Linked DNA regions of Sus scrofa: region 1 is linked to region 2. Evidence: chromatin contacts called from public promoter capture Hi-C data. All regions are on one chromosome and are shown on one strand. Each heading gives the region's core, a stretch centred on a gene start, on an enhancer-like site or on the middle of the called end of the contact. The rest is flanking DNA. Distances are from core to core; before and after follow the strand shown.

Region 1 (6,137 bases), core at 440-2,939, 440 kb before region 2:
CTAAGGGTTTCTTAAAGCAACTATCATCATGAGTATATCCAATATTACGTCTGGATATCTTGTTGAACTTGCCCCAACATCAACCTGGAGAAGCAACAAAGCAAAAACACCTCACAGGTAAGTTTGACACCTAGATGCCTGGGGATTTCAGATTGCCTATTTATCTTCAATAGGAAGACAATTATTTAACTCCAGGCCTGCTGCTATGAAAGGCCAAGAGATCTTTACTGGCTTTCCCCAAGAATCAAATCCAGAAAACATAATCATCTTAAAAACAATTTGTGTTTTAATCATAATTATCCTGACCAAAATCAGGCACATTTCAAAACAAAGCCACAAGACTAATACTTTTTAATTTTTTTTCTACCTCTGATTCCTTGTACAATAGATTTAGAAGCCCAAAATGAGCCTCAAGATACAGCACTTGTTACCGAAGAACCTGATTCAAGGGATCGCAAATGGTCTCCAGCAAACCCTGAGAGAAGGCTGAAGTAAAATCTATTCCCAAAGATATTAACCTCTGTTATCCACTCTTATTTCAGTTAGGGTTGTTCCTGTCACAAAGTTCCTTGCAACTCACTCTCTGACAAATTGTCAAAATGGTCACACAAGTCACTTGTACTCAAGTTCACGCAAATACTTATTAGAATGCAGAATCTCAGGCCCTATCCAGCACCTGCTGAATCAGAATCTGCATTTTAACAAGATTCCTAGGCGATTTATACACACTTCAGGAGGCTGTGCTATACATCACAGCCATCAGGGACATAACTTTAAGTTCCCAGGACTGCCCTACAATCAGAGGGCCCCAGAGGGCTGGGGACAGAGGGCACCAGCACCTTTGTTCAAACTATCTTCCGTTCATCTGGACCCAGTCCGAACCCCCGCTGCATGAGAATAAAATTCCAAAAGCTCGTGTTGGGGCGAAGTGCCTGGCCCGCCACGGCTTGGCCACACAGTCCTTGCCTCCATCAGCCCCGCCGATTTCTCACCTGCTCCTCCTGCGGGAGCGGCTTGAGAGGACTCCGCGCCCCGTGTCGAAACACGACTTGCACCATTTTCAGCTCCAGCAAGCTTTGGTCGACTGCCTTTTGGTCGTCCGCCCCCCGCAGCTCGGCCAGGGCCACCCGCCGCTGGTGGAGACAATGTACCAGCGACGTGAAGACGCCCACTGGGGCCCACAGGCGCACCCTGAAGAGACCGGAGATCATGGTGGAATCCCCTGGGTTGCCCTCCCGGGTGAGGGTGCAGAAAGCGAACGCAAGTCTTCCGCGGGCGACGGGGCTCAGCGGCCTCCCCCAAGTTCCCGGGAGTCGGCGGGAGAGCACATCCGCCCACCCCCGACACCAATCTGAGACCGCTGAGACTCCCAGCCCTGAAGGGGACCCCGAGTGGGAGAGTGGAGTAAGAAGAGGAGCTGTGAGCAGCGAAGACTCCCCGGGAATTTTAACCCGGGTCGGGCTTGGCCGCTGCTGCCGCAAAATGGACAGGCGGGAGCTTAGCTCATCTTTCGCCCTTAAACTTGTATTGCAAGTTTGGCGTCTAGTATTCTTTAAATGACAGGAACCAGCCGTGAGTTCCTCGACTGCAGTGACTCCACTTTTCTATAAGCTTCCACTCGTTATCTCACCCACTCAGGAACCTGCCCCAAGTGGACCCGCGCCGAGGAGCACGGGAAACGAGTCCCGCGGTGACGTCTGTCCGGGGGCTCTGAGTTCCTAGAACTACAACTCCCACAAGGCTGCGCGCCGCGGGCCCTCCCTGGGAGGTATTTTCCTCCGCATTGGGCAGAAGGCCTCGCCCCTGAAGCCGGCTCGTTGGAACTCTCCAGGACTAGGTTTTCAGTGTGTGGGAGTGAATCCGCGAGTTTGTCGGGCAATTAGGGTAGGAAAACGTGAAGATGGGTAGGATTGGGTAGTGGAAAGGATCTATTTTTGAGCCTAGGGAGTGTAGAAGACTTCCTTGTAGTCTTGGAAGTTGGGGTTCCTGAGTTAACGAGACAAGACACCTACTTATATTTGCAAAGGGCGACACTAGGCGCTTTATATATAATTTTCATTTACTGTCTTTTTTTTTTTTTTTTTTTCTTTTCAGGGCCGTAGTCACGGCATATGGAAGTTTCAGGCTAGGGGTCTAATTGGAGCTGTATCTGCCCACCTAAGCCACAGCCACAGCCACGCAGGATCCTAGCCGCACCTGTGACCTACACCACAGCTCAAGGCAACACAGGATCCTTAACCCACTGAGTGAGGCCAGGGATGGAACTTGCATCCTCATGGATAACAGTCAGGTTCTTAATCTCTGAGCCACAGCAGGAACTTCCCCCCTCCTTCTATGTTTAAAGAGGCTTAAATCTTTGCCAACCTATAGAACTTCAAGCTCACTGATGTGTTTACTTACATCCAGAATATTTCTTGAGGAAAAAATCCAAGCCTTGCCTGCAGATGTCCCAGAGACTAAGCACCTTAGCTAACCTTAACCACTTGCCAGTATGGTTTTTCATGGATATACAGCTGCCCCAGGCCTTTGTTCCTGAACTTTCCAACAGGGCACAATCAAACCATCTGTGTCCATCTCAAGACAAAAGTCAAGTTGTGCGCCCTTTGTGGCGCAGTGGTTAACGAATCCGACTAAGAACCATGAGGTTGAGGGTTTGATCCCTGCCCTTGTTCAGTGGGTTAACGATCCAGCGTTGCCGTGAGCTGTGGTGAAGGTCGCAGACGCGGCTCGGATCCCGCGTTGCTGTGGCTCTGGTGTAGGCCGGTGGCTACAGCTCCGATTAGACCCCTAGCCTGGGAACCTCCATATGCCACGGGAGTGGCCCAAGAAATGGCAAAAAGACAAAAAAAAAAAAAAAAAAAAAAAATCGGAAGTGTCTGTTGTGGCTCAGCAGAAACACATCCAACTAGTATCCATGAGGATATGGGTTCCATCTCCAGCCTCGTTCAGTGGGTGGGGGAATCTGGCCTTTCAGTGAGCTATGGTGCAGGTCACAGACGTGGCTCAGATCCTGCGTGACTGTGGCTGTGACTATGGCTGTGGTGTAGGCCAGCAGCTGTGGCTCTGTTTGTATGCTGGGAACTTCCATATGCCTCAAGTGTGGCCCTAAAAAAAAAAAAAAAAATTCAACTGAGTAAATTTGAAGATTTAATTGGCTTAAACTCTTTGTAAGTTGGGTAGCATTCCTTCTTGCAACCAGAAGAGCACTAGGGAGAGTTGTACAAAATGAAAGATTTTTAATAGGCTGGAGGAGGGTAGGGCAAGAAGGTACTAATAAAAGAAAAGAAAGGTTTATGGTTTAGGCTGGGACTTCTGGGAAGGGGGGCAGAGAAAGGGAGAGGCAAGGGTTTTATCATGCAGATTGCCTTTTGGAAGGTGGGGAATGAAAGAAATGATTGAAAGGGACTGTGTGAGAGATTACCTTACTTGTGCAATTAGATATAGGTACTAAACCTACATACTAAAGCTGGATTTGGTATCTGAGCTTTAGCACAAGTGACATCATTTGGGAACTGTGGTTTTCTTTTTAACAACATCCAACCAGTTCTGTCATCATTCAAATTCGATCCTTGAGTCAAACTGGGCCAGATGTGAGGGCATTTATGGAGAAAGGCTCCTGAACCGAGTCTAAACTTGTTCACCAACTAGAAACTTCTGAATGTCCTACTGTCAGGAAGGGTCATTGTGGCACACTGCACATTGTCACAGTTTTTGCCCTGGCCCAGCCCATTCCCAGAGTTTGATTGTGTGTCTTGATAGCATTACAAACTGAAAGCGGGAGATCCCATCATGGCTCAGTGGTTAACGAATCTGACTAGCATCCATGAGGACACAGGTTTGATGCCTGGCCTCGCTCAGTGGGTTAAGGACCAGGGTTGCCATGAGCCATGGTGTAGGTCGCAGACTTGGCACAGATTTTGCATTGCTGTGGTTGTGGCATAGGCCAGCAGCTACAGCTCTGATATGACCCCTAGCCTGGGAACCTCCATATGCTGCGGGTACGGCCCTAAAAAGCAAAAACACACAAAAAATCAAAACCCGAAAGCATTTTTTCTAGTCTAGGTAAGGTTATCAGGAGCACCAGACACACTGCTTCAGAACTTGTGTGATGAAATGTAACCTCAGTGGGGAAAGCTGTTCTCTGCAGTTGAAGGAAAACGTGGTGTAACTTTAGTGTGGGAGGCCCTGGTGTGTGAGCAGCTTCAGCAGCCCTGGTAGTGCCAGCACATCAGAGGAGTTTCAAGGCAATATAATGTTGGCATCTGGGCGCCATGCCCTTCTTTGTAATGGACAGGCCATCCTAGTCCACACCCTGCACCCTGGCAGCCTCAGGCATCATGAGAAACACCTTTCCCTTGTATGAGCTTGTGCCACCAGGACACATGTGTGTGCTTGAGGTGGGGAGCAGTGCTGGAGATGTCTTAACAATAGATTTCTGTTCACAGAACTAGAACAAACAATCCAAACATTTATATGGAACCACAAAAGACCCAGAATTGCCAAAGCAATCCTGAGAAACAAAAACCAAGCAGGAGGCATAACTCTCCCAGACTTCAAGAAATACTACAAAGCCACAGTCATCAAAACAGTGTGGTACTGGTACCAAAACAGACAGACAGACCAATGGAACAGAATAGAGAATCCAGAAATAAACCCTGACACCTATGGTCAGTTAATCTTTGACAAGGGAGGCAAGAACATAAAATGGGACAAAGAAAGTCTATTCAGCAAGCATTGCTGGGAAACCTGGACAGCAACATGCAAAGCAATGAAACTAGAACACACCCTCACACCATGCACAAAAATAAACTCCAAATGGCTGAAAGACTTAAATATACGACAGGACACCATCAAACTCCTAGAAGAAAACATAGGCAAAACACTCTCTGACATCAACATCATGAATATTTTCTCAGGTCAGTCTCCCAAAGCAATAGAAATTAGAGCAAAAATAAACCCATGGGACCTCATCAAACTGAAAAGCTTTTGCACAGCAAAGGAAACCAAAAAGAAAACAAAAAGACAACTTACAGAATGGGAGAAAATAGTTTCAAATGATGCAACTGACAAGGGCTTAATCTCTAGAATATACAAGCAACTTATACAACCCAACAGCAAAAAAACCAATCAATCAATGGAAAAATGGGCAAAAGACCTGAATAGACATTTCTCCAAAGAAGATATACAGATGGCCAACAAACACATGAAAAAATGCTCAACATCGCTGATTATAAGAGAAATGCAAATCAAAACCACCATGAGATACCACCTCATACCAGTCAGAATGGCGATCATTAATAAATCGACAAATAACAAGTGCTGGAGGGGCTGTGGAGAAAAGGGAACCCTCCTGCACTGTTGGTGGGAATGTAAACTGGTACAGCCACTATGGAGAACAGTTTGGAGATACCTTAGAAATCTATACATAGAACTTCCATATGACCCCGCAATCCCACTCTTGGGCATCTATCCGGACAAAACTCTACTTAAAAGAGACACGTGCACCCGCATGTTCATTGCAGCACTATTCACAATAGCCAAGACATGGAAACAACCCAAATGTCCATCAACAGATGATTGGATTCGGAAGAGGTGGTATATATACACAATGGAATACTACTCAGCCATAAAAAAGGATGACATAATGCCATTTGCAGCAACATGGATGGAACTAGAGAATCTCATCCTGAGTGAAATGAGCCAGAAAGACAAAGACAAATACCATATGATATCACTTATAACTGGAATCTAATATCCAGCACAAATGAACATCTCCTCAGAAAAGAAAATCATGGACTTGGAGAAGAGACTTGTGGCTGGCTGATGGGAGGGAGAGGGAGTGGGAGGGATCGGGAGCTTGGGCTTATCAGACACAACCTAGAATAGACTTACAAGGAGATCCTGCTGAATAGCATTGAGAACTATGTCTAGATACTCATGTTGCAACAGAACAAAGGGTGGGGGAAAAATGTAATTGTAACGTATACATGTAAGGAGAACCTGACCCCCTTGCTGTACAGTGGGGGAAAAAAAAATAAAAAAATAAAATCATTCTCTTTAAAAAAACCAAAAAAAAAAAAAAAAAAAAAACCAAAAAAAAAACCACAATAGATTTCTGCAGGAAGCCACAGCAGGTG
Region 2 (6,379 bases), core at 1,041-3,540:
TTTGAAGTGAGGACTTGAGATGGTAGGGAGAAAAGATACAGTAAGTGGAGGAAAGTTAGACTGTTTTCTCACTCTCAAAGGCAAACGGTGAACAGCAACTTAAAGATCAGAATAGCCAAGGCCTCACTGTTCATTAGGGCATCACATTCAACATGTCACTCATCACACATGCACTGGCTGAATTCCAGACTCCCTCTCTGTGGTAAGGAAGAGTTCTGGAGCCTCCAATGTCCACTGGAAAAACAAACAAACAAACAAACAAGCCACGGCACCTGCTCTTCTCAGCACTGAAGTATAGCAAAAAGCACACAGACACAGACACACAGCCAAATCATCCAAGCAAAACTAAAAGAGCGTGTAGATGAAACTACGACCATGAAGTTAGGGGTGGGGCAAATAGAGAAGAAAGAAAATACAGCAAAAGCCTGAAAAAGCACAACTCAAGTGAAAAGGCTAAAATACTGTTTAGGCACTTTTCACTGGACTCCACTGGTGTTTCTAAGAACTAAGACACAGAGACACACTTTAATAGGCTTTCTCACAGATTGTATCTGAGACACTATAAACACTGAGATAAGTAGTTACACAGACACCCTCTTAAGGCTGAACAAAGATACTTCTAAGGAAAAGAACAACCATAACTAGTTCTAAAGATGGTTGGCCAAAGGTAGGATTAACATTCACCCTGGTGGATCTCCCTGCAGTAGTAACTCAACCTAAAACAGCCTCTGGGCTTGGGGTGCAATAGCTGGCAAGCATGCTGCAGAAGCACTTTTTTTCCACAGCCAACAGCACTACCTCTCTAGGGGCTAACACAGTCTGGCAGAAACTGACGAAAACCAATTTTACGTCAGAGGATGCAGTCCCCAACATTCTGTCCTAGATCTTCTCACTAAGTGAAGAGAGAGAATGGGGGAGGGGAAGGAGGGGCGGGTAAGGCAGGTGGTGCTAAAGATACTGGCAGCATGACAACCAAAATAAGAGAGTTGAAAGAATATGTTCTGCCTTCTTCCTAAAGCCATTTCCTTCGACAGTGATTGGGATCGCAGTCCGCAAGTCATTAGTACACCGCTGTTTTCACTTTCACAAGAACGCTGGAAACCCCTGAAGAGTAAAATCCCCCTCTCTGCCCAGTTACCTTCCAACCCTCCCTCCCCCCCCCGCCCCGCTTTCTTCCCTCCTTCCCTAGAGACAATGAATAAAGACAATCCTCAGCAATCCGCTATATTGCTTCAATGAGGATAGTGGAAGGGGAGATCTGATGAAAAGTGGAAAAGGAAATAAAGATGAGAAGCAACAGCGGAAGGGGGGGGGAGGTCATTGTGGAAAGAGACAAGGTGAAGAAGAATGTAAGAAAACGGAGAGGAGGGGGTCAGCAGAAAACTTGCTAAGGAAAACCAGGAAAAAAAAAATAATAGAGGGCAGGTAAAAAGGGGAAAGAGTGAGGGACAGGTGGAGCATCCGAATGGAAAAAAGGCTGGGCGGGAGTTACTGAGCCACACAGCCCGGACGCCCGGGGTTTAGGAGACAGTGGGCAGCAGGTACCTGGGATACCCATGTCAGGGGAGTCGGGGCTGTGCGGGAAGCCTAAGCGCCGTTCTGGGACATCCGGACGAGGAACCCACGCGGACGCTGGCGTGCAGAGGACACACACTCTTACCGGTAGTTTGGGGCTGACCTCGCCCTTGCAAAAGTGGCAGAAAAACCGGTGCGCGGCAACAGCGGCGCCTGCGCCGGCCCCGGCCGCCGAGGCCTCCGCCATTTTTCTCTCCCGGCGCCGCCGTCCGAGAGGGCAGCCGGCCCGTCGCTCCCCAGGCCGCTACCTCCCGGCTACAAGAGACGCCTCTGCCTCCGCCGCCGCCGCTTCTTCAGCGCAGCTGGCCGCTCCAGAGTCCGCGCGGGTCACGTGAGCCCGCCCGGCCCACAAGGCGTCGGCGAGGACGGCGACCCCACGGCCCGCCTCCCGGCACCAAAGAGCTACAGGAAGGAGAGTCCGTCCGGCGCTGCCCTCCCGCCGGCTCCTCTAACACCCCTCGCCGGTCCTCCAACCTCCCAGCGAGAAGGAAGCAAGAGCGTCCCCGGAAACCACCGAAACGCTGGGGTAGAGCGGCACACGTTTTTCCTCTTTGCTGACCCTCCTCGTTGGCCGGGCTCCTGCGCAAAAGGGCCTTGGGGTGCCTTCTGCTCGAGCCGCTGGCTGGAGCCGCACGAGGTCGGCGGCGGCTTTAGATTGCATTGACCCAGAGGTTAGTGGAAAATGCGGTCTGAATGAGGCCGTTTCTCTAGACCCAGGGACCCAGTCCGGAACCGGAACCTGGGGGAAGGAAGTGTAGAATCAGGAGCCAGGTTCCTTGGAAATCCTTATCAAGGATGGCAGATGGTCTGGGGATACTTCCCCAAAGACCTGTGAGTGGGAATACTGAGACTGAAAGACACAGTCTTGGCTTCTGAGGGATTGGGAGAAATAAATGAACAGACCAGTGTGTGGTAGCACTTATGACAACAAGTGATTTTATAGTCAACTATGTTTGTTTCTTTTTGTGTCTACTTTGTCAAGGAGTAGAAATTTCAGAATACTGCCCTGCCAACAACATGCTTCATCTGTTGTTTGAAACACTCTGTTGAGACGCTCCTAATTTATTTTGCAAAGTTGTCATTTCTTACGGATTGGGAATGACACTTCCTGTTCACTCCCAATAGGCTGTGAATAGTGTCCTTAATTCCTCCAAATAAAATCATCTACACACGATATTTAAAGAAAATTGGACTCGTACATCCCATAAGGATAAGTTTGATATATTGTCTTGCAGTCTTTTTTTTCTTATACCTATAAGAAAAAAGGGGGTTTTTTTTTCACAATAATTTAAGTTTCTTCTACATTTTGCTTTGTAACCTGCTTCTTTCACTTAATGAACAATTTTGTACACTAATACATGTTACACTTCATTGTAAACATAGACGTAGTATGCCATTGTATGAGTCTACCATAATTTATTGAAATAATCCCGTATTGTTAGATATTATATTGTTTCTGGAATGTCAGTATTCTAAAGTGACATCATTATTATTCGCTTGAAACAAAATAGCCAAAGCAAAAGTATTAGGTCAAAGATATGCAAGATTTTAAGGCTTTTGACGTATCTACTGTCAAGTTGCCCTCCAAAAAGTACATGAATTTACACTTAGCAGCTCTACTCCAACATAAAAGAAAAACTTCCCATCGTGCTATTTTTTCTTTTCTTTTCTTTTCTTTTCTCAGGTCTGAGACTTCTCAGTACAATGACTCAAGCAGAAATTAAACTGTGTTCTTTATTGCTGCAAGAGCATTTTGGAGAGATTGTAGAAAAAATTGGAGTCCACCTAATCAGAACTGGCAGCCAGCCACTAAGAGTTATTGCCCATGACACAAGAACATCGCTGGATCAGGTATGTTTGGATCACACTAATTTGCTTTTATTTCATTAGTTTCCTTTACCTACCCTTGAATATTACTACTCCCCACCCCACAAAATACAAAAGAGAGCTACACTGAGATCAGAACAGTGTCATTGGGAGGGAGAGAGGATGAGACATAGTGCCTAAGGTTCTGCTTCTCAAAGCGATCTGGCTCACTGTGGCTTCTTAGGCAAACCTGTGCTTTTCATTTGCCATACTTCATTCATGCATGATGAGTCTATTAATTTCAGCACTACCTTTAAGGAATGGCAGTAACAGAGAGCAAGTAAGTTGTACTTTGTAAGATAAAGATCAGAGGAAATATGAGCTAGGAATCCTCCTGATTTCTTCATAAGATGAACAATGCGATTCTTAACAGCTATTCCAATGGAGAGAGAGAAGATGCACGGAGGTTCCAGCCATCTCCTGAAGTTTAGTAAATTGTTGGACAGAAATTGCCAACAATAATGAACTGCATTTTCCAATTTTTTTTTCTCTTTCTTTTGTGTCCTCTCTAGGTTAAAAAAGCCCTTTGTGTCCTCATCCAGCATAACCTGGTGATATATCAAGTGCACAAACGTGGTGTGGTGGAGTATGAAGCCCAGTGCAGCCGGGTGTTGCGAATGCTTAGGTATCCCCGGTACATCTATACTGCCAAAACGCTGTACAGTGACACTGGAGAGCTGATTGTTGAGGAGCTGCTGTTGAACGGCAAAATGACAATGTCAGCTGTTGTGAAGAAAGTAGCAGATCGGCTCACAGAGACTATGGAGGGTCAGTACTGTACCCACAGCTGTTAGCAAAAGCATAGATTGGCTGGCTGCAGGAGTGGCCCCTTAGCTGTCTGAGGCCATCTCACCTGCCTCTTTCCTCCTGTTGTACAGATGGCAAGACCATGGACTATGCTGAGGTATCGAACACATTTGTGCGACTAGCAGACACACACTTCGTGCAGCGTTGCCCCTTGGTGCCTGCCACTGAGAATTCAGACCCTGGGCCATTGCCACCTGCCCCTAATCTTGTCATCAATGAAAAGGACATGTACCTGGTTCCTAAACTGAGCTTGATAGGTAAGGAATTTTGACCCCTAGAACTGTAACTAATGGTATATTCTTCCTCAGTGATTGTTGAATGAATGAATGAATCAGTAAGCAGTTACCGAGGATTTACTCTATGCCAGTTACTGTGGTATAAAGTCATGCAAAAAAACCCATTATGGTCCCTGCCCTCACGGGATATAAGTCTTGTAGAGGAGGCTTCCATTAATCAAATAGCCTCACAGATGAATGACTGACAAACTGTGATAGGTATTATGAAGGAAAAGTATGGGGCGTTATGAAAATATATAATGGGTGCGTTGTGGTGCAGTGGAAACAAATCCAGCTAGGAACCATGAGGTTGCAGATTCAATCCCTGGCCTTGCTCGGTGGATTAAGGATCTGGCATTGCCATGAGCTGTGGTGTAGGTCACAGACACAGCCTGGATCCCGAGTTGCTACAGCTCCGATTAGACCTCTAGCCTGGGAACCTTCATATGCCGCAGGTACGGCCCTATAAAGACAAAAAATAAAAAAAATTAAAATTAAAAAATAAATAAGTGAAAATATATAATGGGGGACCAGATTTATCTGGGGGTTTTGGACACATGCTTTTCTGAGAAAATGGCATTTGAACTAAGATTTGAAGCAGAAGTAGGGGGAGTTCCCGTCGTGGCGCAGTGGTTAACGAATCCGACTAGGAACCATGAGGTTGCGGGTTCGGTCCCTGCCCTATGCTCAGTGGGTTAACGATCCGGCGTTGCCGTGAGCTGTGGTGTAGGTTGCAGACGCGGCTCGGATCCCGCGTTGCTGTGGCTCTGGCGTAGGCCAGTGGCTACAGCTCCGATTTGACCCCTAGCCTGGGAACCTCCACATGCCGCGGGAGCAGCCCAAGAAATAGCAACAACAACAACAGACAAAAGACAAAAAAAAAAGAAAAAAAAAAAAAACAGATGAAGCAGAAGTAGGAGCCACCCAGTGAGGTAAGGTATGAAGGGGTAGAGAGAATAAGCACTTTTGGCAAAAGGAAGATAATTTTTAGTAAGGGAAAAAAATAGGATATTTGAAGAAGTAAAAGAAGATCAGTGTAGTTAAAGCCCAGTGAGCAAAGGAAAGAGAGTCATAAGATAAGGTTATAGAGACAGGCAGGGGCTGGATCATGCAGAACACCTGTTCCTTATCCTAAAAGGAAAGGAAAACTGCTAAAGAAGTGTAAGGGAAGTAACATGATCTAATTTGCATTTTTAAAATATTTTTCTGTCTGCAGAAAGGGCAAGGCAAAGGTAAATGTAGATAAACCAGTGAAAAGTTAGACATAGAAGGGGTGAGGAAGCCAGAGAAATCAAGAATAACATCTGTGTCTGTTTGGAGCAGGAGCAGTTTAAGGGAGAAAGACTGAATTTCTTTTTGAACATACTGAGTCTCAGACTTCATCATTAGCTTGAATTTCTTGTAGTTCCTCAGTCTCCTCCACATCTCTAACATAGAGGTAGCTTCGGATGTCTTTGAAATAGAGACACCTCGGAGTTCGCGTCGTGGCGCAGTGGTTAACGAATCCGACTAGGAACCATGAGGTTGAGGGTTCGGTCCCTGCCCTTGCTCAGTGGGTTAACGATCCGGCGTTGCCGTGAGCTGTGGTGTAGGTCGCAGACACGGCTCGGATCCCGCGTTGCTGTGGCTCTGGTGTAGGCCTGGTGGCTACAGCTCCGATTAGACCCCTAGCCTGGGAACCTCCATATGCCGTAGGAGTGGCCCAAGAAACAGCAAAAAGACCAAAAAAAAAAAAAAAAAAAAAGAAAGAAAAAAGAAATAGAGACACCTGCTGTCACGTTCGGTCATTTCCTGTCATCCCATGAGATACAGGCTAACTGTTTACCTGTTTTATTTGGCAGGGAAAGGTAAAAGGA

The links. Promoter capture Hi-C pulls out the DNA fragments that hold promoters and counts their contacts.
Region 1: a contact with region 2 is called in a promoter capture Hi-C map of liver, with 6 times the contacts expected there. The contact joins the promoter of ACP6 here to the promoter of RNF115 in region 2. A contact is called at or near these places in 1 of 5 promoter capture datasets (liver) and 1 of 47 Hi-C or Micro-C datasets (embryonic fibroblasts).

Annotation. Positions count from the first base shown.
Region 1 is chr4:99,925,895-99,932,031 of Sscrofa11.1, reverse strand. It overlaps ACP6 (lysophosphatidic acid phosphatase type 6), which reads right to left and starts at 1,689. Exons shown (of 10, transcript XM_001928346.6): 1 at 993-1,689. The coding sequence starts at 1,211.
Region 2 is chr4:99,489,083-99,495,461 of Sscrofa11.1, reverse strand. It overlaps RNF115 (E3 ubiquitin-protein ligase RNF115), which reads right to left and starts at 2,290. Exons shown (of 9, transcript XM_003481472.4): 1 at 1,661-2,290. The coding sequence starts at 1,762. It overlaps POLR3C (DNA-directed RNA polymerase III subunit RPC3), which reads left to right and starts at 1,325. Exons shown (of 15, transcript XM_021089946.1): 1 at 1,325-2,246; 2 at 3,260-3,426; 3 at 3,954-4,209; 4 at 4,320-4,505; 5 at 6,365-6,379. The coding sequence starts at 3,280.